Linked DNA regions of Ovis aries: region 2 is linked to region 1. A link is a contact called in public Hi-C data. All regions are on one chromosome and are shown on one strand. The core of a region is the stretch at or near the end of the contact, and the rest is flanking DNA. Distances in the headings are between cores, read along the strand shown.

Evidence for each region. A called contact is a pair of places that touch in the nucleus more often than the background predicts.
Region 2: a contact with region 1 is called in a Hi-C map of hypothalamus, with 6 times the contacts expected there. The contact joins two enhancer-like sites. A contact is called at or near these places in 12 of 16 Hi-C or Micro-C datasets (blood, hypothalamus, liver and 7 more).

The regions. Positions count from the first base shown.
Region 1 is chr3:5,941,522-5,948,106 of ARS-UI_Ramb_v3.0, forward strand. It overlaps PRDM12 (PR/SET domain 12), which reads right to left. Exons shown (of 5, transcript XM_027968320.2): 4 at 6,559-6,585; 5 at 4,197-4,603. The coding sequence ends at 4,197. Among named protein-coding and RNA genes, the nearest start is that of EXOSC2, 8.3 kb to the left of the region's middle. Within about 2 kb of position 2,995, at least 6 of the 54 cell types and tissues checked have an H3K27ac peak or open chromatin away from gene starts, as enhancers often do. A contact at or near this core is called in hypothalamus, where this site is marked.
Region 2 is chr3:6,118,736-6,125,320 of ARS-UI_Ramb_v3.0, forward strand. It overlaps ASS1 (argininosuccinate synthase 1), which reads right to left. Exons shown (of 15, transcript XM_042245529.1): 5 at 6,103-6,159; 6 at 4,072-4,146; 7 at 807-877; 8 at 589-619. Among named protein-coding and RNA genes, the nearest start is that of ASS1, 22 kb to the right of the region's middle. Within about 2 kb of position 2,391, at least 3 of the 54 cell types and tissues checked have an H3K27ac peak or open chromatin away from gene starts, as enhancers often do. A contact at or near this core is called in hypothalamus, where this site is marked.

The DNA.
Region 1 (6,585 bases), core at 1,745-4,244:
TGTCTATCACCTTGATAGCGCGTGTCAGAAGTGCCTCTACAGGACTCCAAAGACCCATCAGAACAGACCAGGTAGCCTGGTTCTCCCACAACACCCACCCTTGAAGCCCTGAGCCAACATGCACAAAGTTTGACTTCCCCAAGGCAGCCATGCCATGGGAAGCAGTCAGGATGGGTGCTAACAAGCCGTTGTCCTTAATCTGTCCCACCTCATCATGGCCCTGCAGCCTAGCAGACCAGCCCCAAAGTGGGAAGGAAGCTGAGAGCTTAGAATATCTGTTCCTCCATTTCAAGAGCTCCGAGGATAATGGCTAATGGAAAGGGCAGGAGATGGGGTGATGGACAGCTGCCTTAGATGCCCCTGGGGGATGCCCAGTGAGGTGGGTGATAGAAGCAGCCACAACCCTTCACTCCACCAAAGGCATCCTTGTGTTAACAATGGTTTCCATTTGCTGAGCACTTACCACATGCCAGATCCCAAGTCATGTATTTCACTTACATCCATTGTCCCACTTAGTCCTCACAATCTCCTTAGGAGCCAAGTATCACCCCATTTGTCATTTGAGGAAGTTGAGACACACAGACATTAATTCACTTGTCCAAGTTCACCCAGCTAGTGAATGGCCAAGTAGAGTTTCAAACACAGAGCAGTGACCTCTATCTAGAACTCTCTATACCCAGCGGTCCTGAACCATGCAATAAAAAAAGACATGATAGTCATATTGATTGGAAAAAAGAATAAAACTGCCTTAATCACACACAACATTATCGTGTACACAGAGGTCCTACGTAATCTAACTTCCCAAAGCTACAAGAATGAATAAGTGAGTTTTCCAAGATTCAGGCTACAAGGTCAAGACAGTAGCAGAAGCACATACATCCGCGGTGCCAGCACCTCTGGCTGCAGCGTGTGTACTGGGTGAGGGAGCAGGTTCAGTCGCAGACGGGCAGAGTCAGGCAAAGATGAACCTGGATTTCATTCTTGGGAAAAGGGAAGCTGACAGAAGTGTTCTAAGCAAGGAAGTAATTTGATCTGTTTTTATTTCTTATTTTATTTTTGAATATCCTAAAAGACTTAATTATTTATTTTTACCCTTTGACCAGCTGGTCTATACCGCATGCCTATATGATATGCAGCAAGCCCTTCGGATTGAATCTGCGGGCTGACTGGGAGGTGGTGTATTTGTGTGCCTCTGTTGGGAGCAGGGGGACATGCACTCTTGGGAAAGGAGCCCGAGCCCCCTGCTGAAAAAGTGAACAAAGTAAGAGATTAAGCTTTGAGTATCAAGCCTCCCAGCAAGGAGTGAAAGTCACTCAGTCGTGTCCAACTCTTTGGGACACGACTGTTTGGGTTGGGACATGACTCTTTGGGACTGTAAAGCCCATGGAATTCTCCAGGCCAGAATACTGGAGTGGGTAGCCTTTCCTTTCTCCAGGGGATCTTTCCAACACAGGGATCGAACCCAAGTTTCCCACATTGCAGGCGGATTCTTTACCAGCTGAGCCACCAGAGAAGCCCCCACGTGCGTGCAGTCCTTCAGGCAGCCAATGCCTCCCTGCTCATCTTGTTATCTCTAGTGCCAGCAACGATATCGAACACAAGCACTTCAGTCTGCAATTACAGCCTGCTGCCACCAGGTGGGTTCTGGAGCAGGGGCTGTTGCCCTTCAGATCTGCCGGTTGGAACTTCATAAAATTACCTACAGAAAGCAATTTAGATTTTTGATCAAGGGCCGGCCCACTGACTTTTATGAAGTCTGACAATGCCGTTGCAGTGAGAGGAGGGGAAGGCCAGGGGCCATCAGAGGCATCGGAAAACGTCTCTCGAGGAATCAAAGGCGAAGAAAGATTTCTAACGGGATGAAGCGGAAGAGTACGAAGAGTGATGTCCCCACTGGCACCAAAGACATCAGTTCCCGAAGTACTGGGTCTTTGGGAATACCTGAAGCTCCAAATGGGCATGGCCTGTATGTACAAGTGTGAATTCCAGCATCTTCAGGGGTGTGTGTGTGTGTGTGTACACAGCTAGAATACACAGAGAGGTGAGCCTGATGGATGCCAGCAGGTTGGAAGGGTGACAGCCTCACGGCTGTTACATGCTGGGGCACAGGCATGAACTCACACTTCCCAGTTTGTGCACCTTCTCCTGGCCAGGAGGTCCTGGAGAGGACAGCCAGGGCCTGGCTCTACACTGATGACCTCCCTGCTCTTTGTTGTTCCTGAAGGAGGGTCTGGAAATGGGCACCAGAGCGTTTTGAAATTCTGGGCATTGGGAGGGTACTTGATGTCCATCTTGGTCCACCTGCACAGGCTGCATGGATTCCTTCAAGCTGTCCATGAAAATTAATTAAAAAAGCAGCGAAGATTTGGGGGCAGTAACAAAGCAAGACACTGATATTTGAGAGTCAGCTGGGAACTAGGAGGAATCTGCCCAGCGCCTTGTGAGCCTTGACTGCTTTATACTGTGGCCTTCTCTCTGGGGAGCTGATGCCCCAGCTGCGACAAGGATGGTTATTTTAAAAACCAGTAGGTGAAACAACTCTTCCTGCCCGCTCTCCAACTCCTAGGTATTTTCCACATTCCCCTTTCATGCAGACAAAAGCGTCGACCCATTCAGATGCTAAGTGGTAAATGTTCCAAGTAAATTTTATTTTAGAATACAAGAGAGGTACAAATGTATTTACAGTTCTACATGTACAATCAAATAATATATATCACAGGTTCGTAAATATCATTTAAGATAAGTATATACAAAGTTAAAGTGACCGTTTTCTGGAAGTAGAGCACAGGTTCTTGAAAACTCTATACATTTTATACTTTTCATCATTATAGTTTATTTTACAAAACGCCCTAGGCGGGATTCTAGTAAATGACTGCAAGGTGGGAAAGGCGACACTAGAGGGCGCCCATGGCCCGGACCGTGGGGAAACCGGACGGAGCCAAGGGCGGAACCTCCTGACATCCCGCACCGCTCGGAGATGCTTTCCGGGCCGAAAAGCCAGTCTTGGCCTCCTGGTGCCGGAGGGTGGTGAGGAGGGCCCCGCATCCCCTTTCCAAGCTTGACGTTAGAGCTGAAGGCGAGGTGGCGTTGGTCCAATTCTCTCATTTTACAGATGGGGATAGGGGAAGCGTAGGCCCAAAGAGAGGCAGGCCTTATCCCAGGGAGTGGACTTCTATTTTGCCTTGGTGCGTGCTTAAGCCGCTTCAGTCGTGTCCTACTCTTTGCACTCCTCTGTCCATGGGATTCTCCAGGCAAGAATACTGGAGTGGGTTGCTGTGCCCTCCTCCAGGGATCTTCCCCACCCAGGGATCGAAGCTGGTCTCCTGCATGGCAGGCAGATTCTTCACCGCTGAGCCACCGCGGTTTTGCCTTCCTTCTCAGCCTGTTTGGCACATTTGTGCCTTGTGTGTCCCCAGGGAGCCCATTTTGGGGTGGGGGGCAGGTGGCCCGGAGGAGAGAAGCACCCCCCACCCCATCCTCGCAGGGAAGGGCAGGTCTCTCCGGCCTCCTCTGGCTGCCCCTGAGCCCGCCAGCCCCCAGCTCTCAAGGAGGGGGCGACACTGCAGGATAGCAGTCCCTGAGGAGGGAGGAGAGAGATGGCGCGTGCCAGCCCCGCTGTGCCCACCCTGGGACAGGGAGGTCGCTCTCCATTCCCAGCACGCGGCTCTCTGTGAGGGTGGTGGGAGTCTGCCTTTCCCCTCCCCCTCGCTGAGGACCCTCGGAGGCTTTCAGTCCCCTCTCCGGCCACCCACGAGGGGGCTATATCATCCCGGTCAGCCGACTCAAGAGGCGCGCGACTCGGGGACCGTCTGAAGAAGAGGTGGCCGATGTCGGGGAGAGGGGAGGGAAGGCCTGGGAGAGGGACTTCGCCCCTCAGGGTCCTCCTGTGCGAAACTGGGGGGAAGAGAGTAAGCCTGGGCGTCATTTCTGGGGCGCGCCTACAGCCGGGGGTCGCGTCGGGACAGATGACAGCCACGTGTCGCGCGGCGGCCCGGGGAATGGGAGGCGCGGGCGCGCGGGCGCGGGGAGCGGGGACGCGCGGGCGCGGGGAGCGGGGGCGCGCACGCAGGCGCAGGTGCTCACAGCACCTTGGGCGGCAGGTGTCGCGTGGCGGCCTGGGGTCTGGGCGGCGGGGGCGCGCGGGGGTGAGCGGGGGCGCGCGGGGGAAGCGGGGCCGCGCACGCAGGCGCAGGGGCTCACAGCACCATGGCCGGCAGGTGGTGCGCGGCGGCGGCGGCGGCGGCGAGCGCGGGCGCGTGCGCGTGCGGCGCGGGCAGAGCTGGCGAGTGGGCCTGCAGCGCGGCGCTGGGCGGCCGGTGGCGCGCGCTCTTCTGGTGGGCGCGCAGGCCGGCCAGCTGGGAGTAGGCGCTCTGGCACACCTGGCACTTGTAGGGGCGCTCGCCTGTGTGCAGGCGCACGTGGTTGCGCAGCGTGGACGACTGGCTGAAGCGGCGGTTGCAAAAGCGGCAAACGAAGGGCTTGTCCAGCGTGTGGATGCGCATGTGCGAGCGCAGGTTGCTGCGCGAGTTGAAGCCGCGGTGGCAGATGACGCAGCGCATGCGGCCCGCAGTGCCCGCCGCCGAGTCCGCGGGGTGAAAGTCCTCTGGCCGCGCGGGCAGAGTCCGGGTGGGGTCGGGCAGGCGGGAAGAAGGAGAAAGAGAGAGCAGCCTCGTTAGCATCCCCGAGGCCGGCGGCTCGACACCACGCCCCACCCCCCCGTACGCCTCCCCAAGGGGCGCCCTCCCGGGGCTCAGCCGCCTCGGATCATCAATCAGTCGGGGTGACCCTTCCGCCGACTGATTGGGGGCGCCGCACAGGGGGTGGAAAGGGGCAGCGAGCGCCCTGACCTGGCATCCGTTAGGAGTTGGACTCCAGATCCATGCTGCGAGATCTCGGGGACTTAGTGACTTACCCTCTCGGGGAAGCCTCAAGTTTCTCATCCAGTACAATGAGAACCTACGTGAAGGCAGGGCACCCAAAGCCAGGTGCTTTGTGACAAGCTGGAGGGATGAGGTGGGGAGGGAGGTGGGGAGGGATGGAGGGGACACATGGATGCCCTGTGGCCCATTCATGTTGATGTAAGGCAAAAGCCATCACGGTATTGTTAAGTAATTATCCTCTGATTCAATTAAATAAGTAAATTTTGAAAAATAAGTTTTTTTAAAATGGGAACCTACTACGACCTCACGGGGATTATGCACGCTCAGCTCTCAGTCGTGTCAGACTCTTTGTGACCCCATGGACTGTAACCTGCCAGGCTCCTCTGTCTATGGTATTTTCCAGGCAAGAATACTGGAGTGAGTTGCCATTTCATCCTCCACGGGATCTTCCTGAGATAATCACAAAAAAAGCTGACATCTTCAAAGGCTACTCTGTACAGAGCACTTTACCTGCCTAAGCCTGGACTTAGGCATAAATGGTAGTAACTGTTATAACTACTCCTCTTCCCCCCCAAAACCTTTCATTAATTTATCCCACATTTATTTACTGAGTGCCATCTATGTACCTGGTGGCCTTGATGGTAAAGAATCTGCCTGCAATGCAGAAGACCTGGGTTCGATCCCTGGGTTGGGAAGATCCCCTGGAGAAGGGAATGGCAACCCACTCCAGTATTCTTGCTTGGAAAGTTCCATGGACAAAGGAGCCTGGTGGGGTACAGTCCATGGGGTTGCAAAGAGTTGGGTTTGACTGGGCAACTCACTTTTTCAACTATGTACCAGTGAACTGTACCTCACTTTTCTCATCCCCAAAATGAAAGTAATGATGACATCGTTATCATTACTTATCACAGCAAAAAGTTGCTATGAGGATCAGAAAAAAATGGTGTGTGAAGCATTAGACCAAGGGCTGGATAGACAGTAGTTCCTGAGCCTCAGAGTCGTCCTTTAAAAATAAAAATGACCAAATATCACAAAGGTTTTATGAGGACCCAAGTGGGATGATACCTGTAAAAGGTTAAGCCAAATACTTGGCAGGAAATAGGTCTGGAGCGAATGGTCTCTACCATGATGATCAGTGCTGCCCCCACCCCGCCCCACCGCCCAACAAGCACACACACGTGCACACACACTGCTCAGCCTTCATTCAACAGATGCATGCTGAGCACCTACTCTGTGCCAGGTCCAGCACCATGGACAGAGCTGGGAGGGCACTTAGACATCATCTTGCCCAACAAACATCCTTCTTTTAGAGGTCGGGAAACCGAGCGCAGAGCCATTTCCCACAATTGCACAGCAGAACTGGAATTCAATCCAGTGTCCTTACTGCCTGGCCCCTTGCTCCTCTGCCACACCCTGCTTCTCCCTCCACCCAATCTGCCCCCAGACAGTCTGTTTTGTCCAGAATCAGAACTGTCTTCCATCCATGCCTGGACCATGGCAGTGGCTCCAGGGGCATCAGCCTCCTTAAACCAGGAAGTGCCTTGTGCTTGACACTGCTGGAGGCGGAACCAAGGTCCCCAGAGGCCAGGAGTTTCCCTGCCAAACACACACACACACACCCTCAGCCTCTCACTCTCTGTGGGTCCGTTGTCATTGTGGACTCATGGGGACTACCTACCATGCTTGTTCTTCTTCTGCTCCTCCT
Region 2 (6,585 bases), core at 1,141-3,640, 180 kb after region 1:
CCCACGGTGGGCAGGGGGAGACACAAAGGAACCCCTCCACCCCCCCCCAAAAGAGAGAAAAACCTTAACTTCAAACAGGGCCCCGAGGTCCAGAGGGAGCCAGCCGGGGAGGCCGGGGACCTGGGACCAAGGTGGGCGGGCTGGTGTGTGCGGAGCCCAGGCCCAGACAAACGGGTCTTGAGGCTCCGATCTGTGCCATCTCCCCCTGTGGCAGCGGCCGAGGCAGCCCGAGAGCTGGTGGGCACAGACTGGGCCCTCCCACAAGTGTCTCATCTGCCTAATTGCTTCTTTATTGTCTCACAATCGCACTCTCCGTTCCCTGAAATATTTCCTTCCCCTATTCATCATGGCAGCAATTAAGAAAAAAAAAAGAGCGCCGGGGAGGGGGGAGGATCTGAAAAAACGCAGTGAGGAGTGGGCAGGCGACAGGGGGCCTGGTGGGGAGGGTCAGGGAACACAGGCAGGGCTCAGCCCCAGCCCCATGCCCGGCCCCCCGTGAAATTTCAAATTAGGCTACAAACACACCAGACCGTGTCGGCATGGAGCAGCCAAAACCAAAAGACTGGGCTCGGGGGAACGGGGGATTACCTTGGGGTTCTCCAGGATTCCAGCCTCGTAGCTGCAGGGGAGAAAGAAGGAAGACAGAGGAGGGGGGTCAGTGCAGGAGGAACAGAGGGACACACCAACAAGAGGCGGTCTGCCCTCCCTGAGGCCGCCGGGCTCCGTCCATGAGGGCCCATCATGACCCAGACGGGTGGGTGCTCCCCGAGGCCTGGAGGAGCGGTGGACAGGCAGGTCCGTCTTACCTGATATGCATCAGGTTCTCATCCATGCTCCACGGGTTCTTGGGGGTGACTGGGACGGGGATTCCATGTTGCTGCAGGTAAGAGGTTAAGACAACACAGGTAAGACAGTGTCGGCACAAGGCAGCTTGAAGGACATGAGAGTCAGGCCTGCCTGCCTCGGTTTCCTTTCAAAGTCAAAGACACCCCCAAACTCTGGCTCCCAGGCCAACAAGACCCTGGACCGCCCCCTGCCCCCACAGTCTCCTTCTCCCCACCCCAGGCTGGCCTGGGGAGTGATGGCCCCATTTTTGAACACCCCCAGGTAGAGAGACTCTAAGACCTAGTGTCCGAGATGCTGTGGAGTGCATGCTGACCTTGGAGGTTTCTTCCAGAAGATTCTGAGCCCACACGTCAGGTGCTGAGGGTTTCCCAGCACCGTCCGTGGACCGCCACCCTATGAGCTGGGAGGTGGCATGGACCCAGTTTTCACTGTGGATTTCGACCAAGGCATGCGCACCCACGGGGGTGCTTAATGCTCACCCAAGGAAGCAAGAGGCGCCCACGGGAGCCTCTGGTTCAGGACACTTGTTCCCAGGGTGCGGCTGGGCACTCCCTGGGCCCACGTCTCCTCTCTGCCTGTGGTCACCACGTGCACCACCCTGCAGCCCTGAAGAGGAGTAACCCTCCATCTGATGACGCTTTGCTTCCCAAATGATCCAATTCTTTGTTTAGGGGGAGACCCCCCGGAGACCCTGGGCCTGAAAGGCTGTGGGTGACGCATTGAAGGTCTTTGGTATTAAAGACATCTTTGCTTCCTGAGCTGTCCCTTGCCACCCAGGCTGACACCTGGTTGGATCCAGCACAGGATACCATCCTGCTTGCTTCTCCTGGGTACACCAGCTACAGAAGACAGCTACGCCAGCCTAGCCCAGCCCCTATAAATCAGCAAGACTTCCGCTCTGCCTCCTAGGCCCCCCTTTTCAGCACCTCGCCCAGGTGGGTCCCACCAGTCTCCACTAGCAGTACCCCATCTTTCCGGACAGCTCTCTGCCCTGGCTCAGCTCATACCCACAACTAAGATTCTAGAGGCTTCCTCCAGGGACCTGCTGTTTCCTTCATCACCACCTTAAAATTTCAAAATAGATTAAACCTTCTGGATATTTTTTCCAGTTTTACCAAGAAACTCCGTTTTTAAAGCAACAGCCCACATCCGCTCTAAAATCTGCATCCTCTTCAGTGGAGACCACACGGGTGAACGGAACACTTCACTTCGAGGCTGATCTATGTCGGGGGCTCCTTGCCCTGCAGAGGCGCCCAGAGTCAAAACCACATGCTCGCCCTGTTCTGTCTCCAGGCAGAGAAGGCCCGGTGTGGGGACCAGGACCCTGTCTGTGCCAACTGGGCTGAAATCCCCGCAGAGGAGATTTCAGCTCCCCGGGCTGGGGGCTGAGAGAGCCAGTGGGCAGGTTCCTTGGAGCCTTTCTTCTGGGGGGTGGTTTGGAACCACTCTTGCCTTTTCTCTCTCCCACTGGGGCTCTGCTGGAGCAAAGAGAGAAGAACAGGACCGGCAACCCTTCCTCGGCAGGGAGACACACACAAATGCCAAACACAGGCCCTCAACCAAAGAGGCTTGTTTCCCTTCCCTTCTCTGTCCTGAGCTCCCCGCCAACACACACACCCACACCCCGGAAACTCTGGATACAACTGCCAACAAAAAACAAAACTGCCTCTTGCGTGTACACAGACGACGCCCCGCTTTCCGGACCCGACCTTGCATGTTGGCTTTAAAAGAATTATGGTGACAGTGATAAGGATGGGGTGATTCTGAGTGGTTTTCCCGTTGGATGATGGATTTGGGTGGGGGGAGATGGAGAGTGATACAAATGCATGTTTGCCATGAGTCTCCCTACAGCACCTTGTGGCCTGGGTGACTTAACGGGTCTCAAAAGCGGGGCTTTTTCAAAGCCCCATTGATTTTTGTCTCAGCTGAAGCAGCTGCGTGGCTCTGAGTTTTGGACAGAGTCTGGCTGCTGCTCAATTATTCCGGTCACTCCCGGGTGCAGAGACACGGCCATCATTCTAGAACGTGGTCAGATTTTTCAGAGCTCGATTCTGATACCAGCCTCTGAGGGAGGCTCAGTGGTGGCGACCCAGACTCTCTCGCCAGGGCAAACTTTCCTGTTTAAAAGGTTATTTAAGACAGAAGCTGAGCCAAGAACCTTGGGACAAACAATGATTTCAGAAATTCTGGCAAAACCCAGGAGCTGCTTCTGCTTGGGAGCTTCACAGAAACGAAGGACAGCATTACGGGTCAGCCCTTTCTCCAACCACGACTGCTGGCGTGAGAACAGGGATGGGCCGGGGCTCCAGATTCATTATTCTTCAAGATAAAACGTGCTTCAGATTCTGTATCCTCAAGGAGACCAAGGAGGGGAAGAAAGCCTCTAACCCCGTTCCCTTAATAGCTCTGCTATTTGGAAATTTGTTTGGCAACATATGGGCTTGCTCTTGTAAACTCCCCTTTTAATAATAAAACAACAGATGGTCGAGGAGATCTCTCCTCGGAGCTCTCCAGGTCTTAATGGGATGCTGACGGTAGGGGCAGGGCTGGGTCCCCGCCGCGTCCCCCGCCACGCGGCACCTTGGCTGCAGCGAGAGCTCACAGCCAGCCCTGGCGACTGCTATTTAAAAACCCGAGCAATTTTCTGGTGCGTGCACCAGGTTGCTTTCCCCTGTCTGATTGATTGAGGCTGTTTGTCAAGCGCTGCCACCGAGTCGCTAAAAAGAAAGGTACCCTGGGGAGTGGCTAAGGATCTTGATGCAAAACTTCTAATCTGTTTTCTTGCAACTTGTACTTCAAAAAGGGCTGGTGCTGCAGAAGCCTTTGTCTGCCTCTGGCCCTCGGAGCACCTACTTGTTCCTGCGAAAGCACCGGGGACAATTAGTCAGGTAATTAGGGGCAGAGAACAGCCTCGCTCACAGCCCCGTCTGAGTGACACACACCGCAGAGGTGCCAATCTGAGCGGGAAACGGAGGGGCACTGGTGTCCTCCCGCTGGGTAGCCTGGGGTGGGGTGGGGGGCGGGGTGACCTGAGAGATGCTCAGTCCTGGCGAGGACCACAGTTAGTTCTGTGGGGCTGGCCCAGGGAACAGGTGCTGGGGGAGGGCACCAGGGCTGAGGTTTGGTCCCCAGGCACGGGTACCAGCCCCAGTCTCGAACCTCTGGAGGGACATGCCTGGGGGGGCAGTGGACGAGGGCCGGGGTGATGGCAGAGTCCGGCCTTACCTTCGCGTACTCCATCAGATCGTTGCGGCCCTGGAAGCGGTTATAGAACTCGGGCATCCTCCAGGGAGCGATGACCTGGACACGAGACAAGGAGTCAGGCCTGCTGATTCCTCCAGGCGCTGAAGCTGCAGAGCCACCTTCTCTGATAAGGGGCCTGAGGGTCCACCGGTAGCCTGGGTGGGGGGATCAGTGTAGCCCACAGGAAGGTCGGTGGGCAGGGGACCCCCTTAGGCAGGGGAAGGACATAGCCTGCCATCCCAGAGGGTGGTTTTGGAGAAAGCTTGAGTTCCATGGCAGAATGGCTGCGTGTCCCCAGGCAGGTCCCTGCCCTTCTGGATCTCAGTCTCCCCAACTGAGACGTGAGGGTTTGAACCAGACAAGCCTCAAGTTTCTCGATGCACTCCTGTCCAGAGGTCCAGGGCGCCCCCTGCTCCTGGTGACTAAAGCCACCCAGCCTGGCCCTGCGGGGGCTCAAGCACATCCTCCGACCCACCCCCCTCCTGCCACCCTCCCACCCCCCACCCCCAGGGCTGCTCTGGGTGGGGGAAAGGAAGGGAACTGGAGCATGAGTGGAGGCACAGAACTCATCCTACCAGCCTGGGGGTGGAGGGTCAGGGACAGGTCGCCCAAGAAGAGCCCCTACTCAGCCTTGAAGCCAGCCAGGCCTCTGCTCAACTGAGGGTGGGGAGGTGTCATCTAGATGGAGAAGCTGGTTTGATTTCTAGGCTGGGGGTGCTGGTGGGGCTGGGGTGGCTGTGCCCCCCACCCAAGTCCTGGAATGAGCAGAGCCTGGGCGGAGCACCCTCTGGCCTCATCCTGGTTCCCAGAGACCAGCTTGGGGCCCCATTACCAAGCCCCATTCCACCCCTGGGCTTGGCTTCTGCAGACAAAGACCCAGAAACCAGACACCCTGACCCCCCAAGTTGCTGTGGGAACAGAGAGTCGGGGTCAGGCCAGGGCCCAGGCCCACACGCCTGCAGCATCAACACGCAGCTTCTGTTTGGGGGGCTTCTCTGCCTCCTGGTGTTTGGGGTCAAAGCAGATCACTAGAGCTTACGACTGCTCACCTCTGGGCCACTCTCACCCCCTAAGCAGCTGCTGGCTGATTGGTTAAAGGGACAGAGAAAGAGGTTCCACTTAAAAGAAAAAAATGAAAGCCCTTAGGGCCCCTTGCGGACTTGGGAAGGGCACATCTTTTGTAGCTTTAGCTGGAAGTGGCCGCAAAGAAGCTTGGAGCCACGCCCACCCACACTGTCCAAAGTGGGAGCCAGGGGCCACACATGGCCTCGGAGGCCTGAACTGTGACTGGTCCCGGTTCTAAGTGGAGAGCACACAGCGGCTCTTAAAGACTTTGTACGGAAAGAATGTAAACTATTTCAACATCGATAACGTTGAATGACACCATTTTGGATATACAAGGTTCAATAAAACGTATCATTAAAATGACATTACCTGTTGTTTTTCATCTTGGTTTTTTGACGGGGCCACTAGAAAAATCGAAATAATCACCCTGGGACTCGCGTTTGCAGCGCGCAGTGAAGCTCTGCTCTGGGCTCTGTTCACTAGATGCCCAGAGGCCTGGGCCTGCTTTTCCCCCTCCCAGGAAGGAATCCAAGAACCCGGAGTCTGGTTCAGGCAGCGGAGAAGGAGGGGGCCTGAGCTGGGCGGCTCCCGCCGGGGTGGAGGGCTGTGAGCAGCCCTGAAATCAGCCCAGAATGGTCCTAGTCCGCACGTGGGAAGGTAGGCGTGGACCCGCAAGGATGCTGCTGGAAGGGTGGCCCCATCTTTCCGTCCAGTGCCTGACCCACCCAGATGCCGGGGCAGCCTCTTCAGGAAGGACGAATGGTCAGGGACAGAGTGCTGTCCCCTGCAGCTGGGGTAAGTGGAGGGAGTGCTCCATGGAAGAAGGGCACCACCCGCCACAAGGCCCCTGTCTGGGGAACCTCCCAGTGAGCCCCATGCCCTGTTCTCCCCACCCTGGGCCTCAGCTACCAGCACCTACCCTTTTAGAGGAGAGAAGCAACATCCTACCTTGATCTGGGGGGCCAGCGAGTAGCAGGTGAGCTCAAACCGGATCTGGTCGTTCCCCTGAAACATACAACAGGGGGTTTCAGGAGCCACAGAATGGGGACTGGTTGGGAGGGTTCAGGGCAGAGGCAGTGCCGGGCGACCTTCGACGGTGCCCCCTGGGTGCTCCTGTCCCGCACAGGCTCTCCCCTCCTGAACCGGGTGCTACCAAGCCGTCTAAAAGATGAACACTGGGCTTTCTTGGAGCACGCTTTCTGCCCTGGACTCGAACCCAGGTCTCCCTGAGTGCAGAGCCGAGCTGTGAGGGGACTCGAACATGCAGGATGTATACGCACAAGATGCCCACGTGATGGTGCGACTGAGACGCGACGATCGGAACCTCTGTGTGCACCGGTGTGAGGGTGCGCCGTGGCCGGTGGGGGCTGTAGGCCATGGCGTGCACAGGCACAGGTGGGTGTGCCTGGGAACGCGACAGGCCTCGCACAT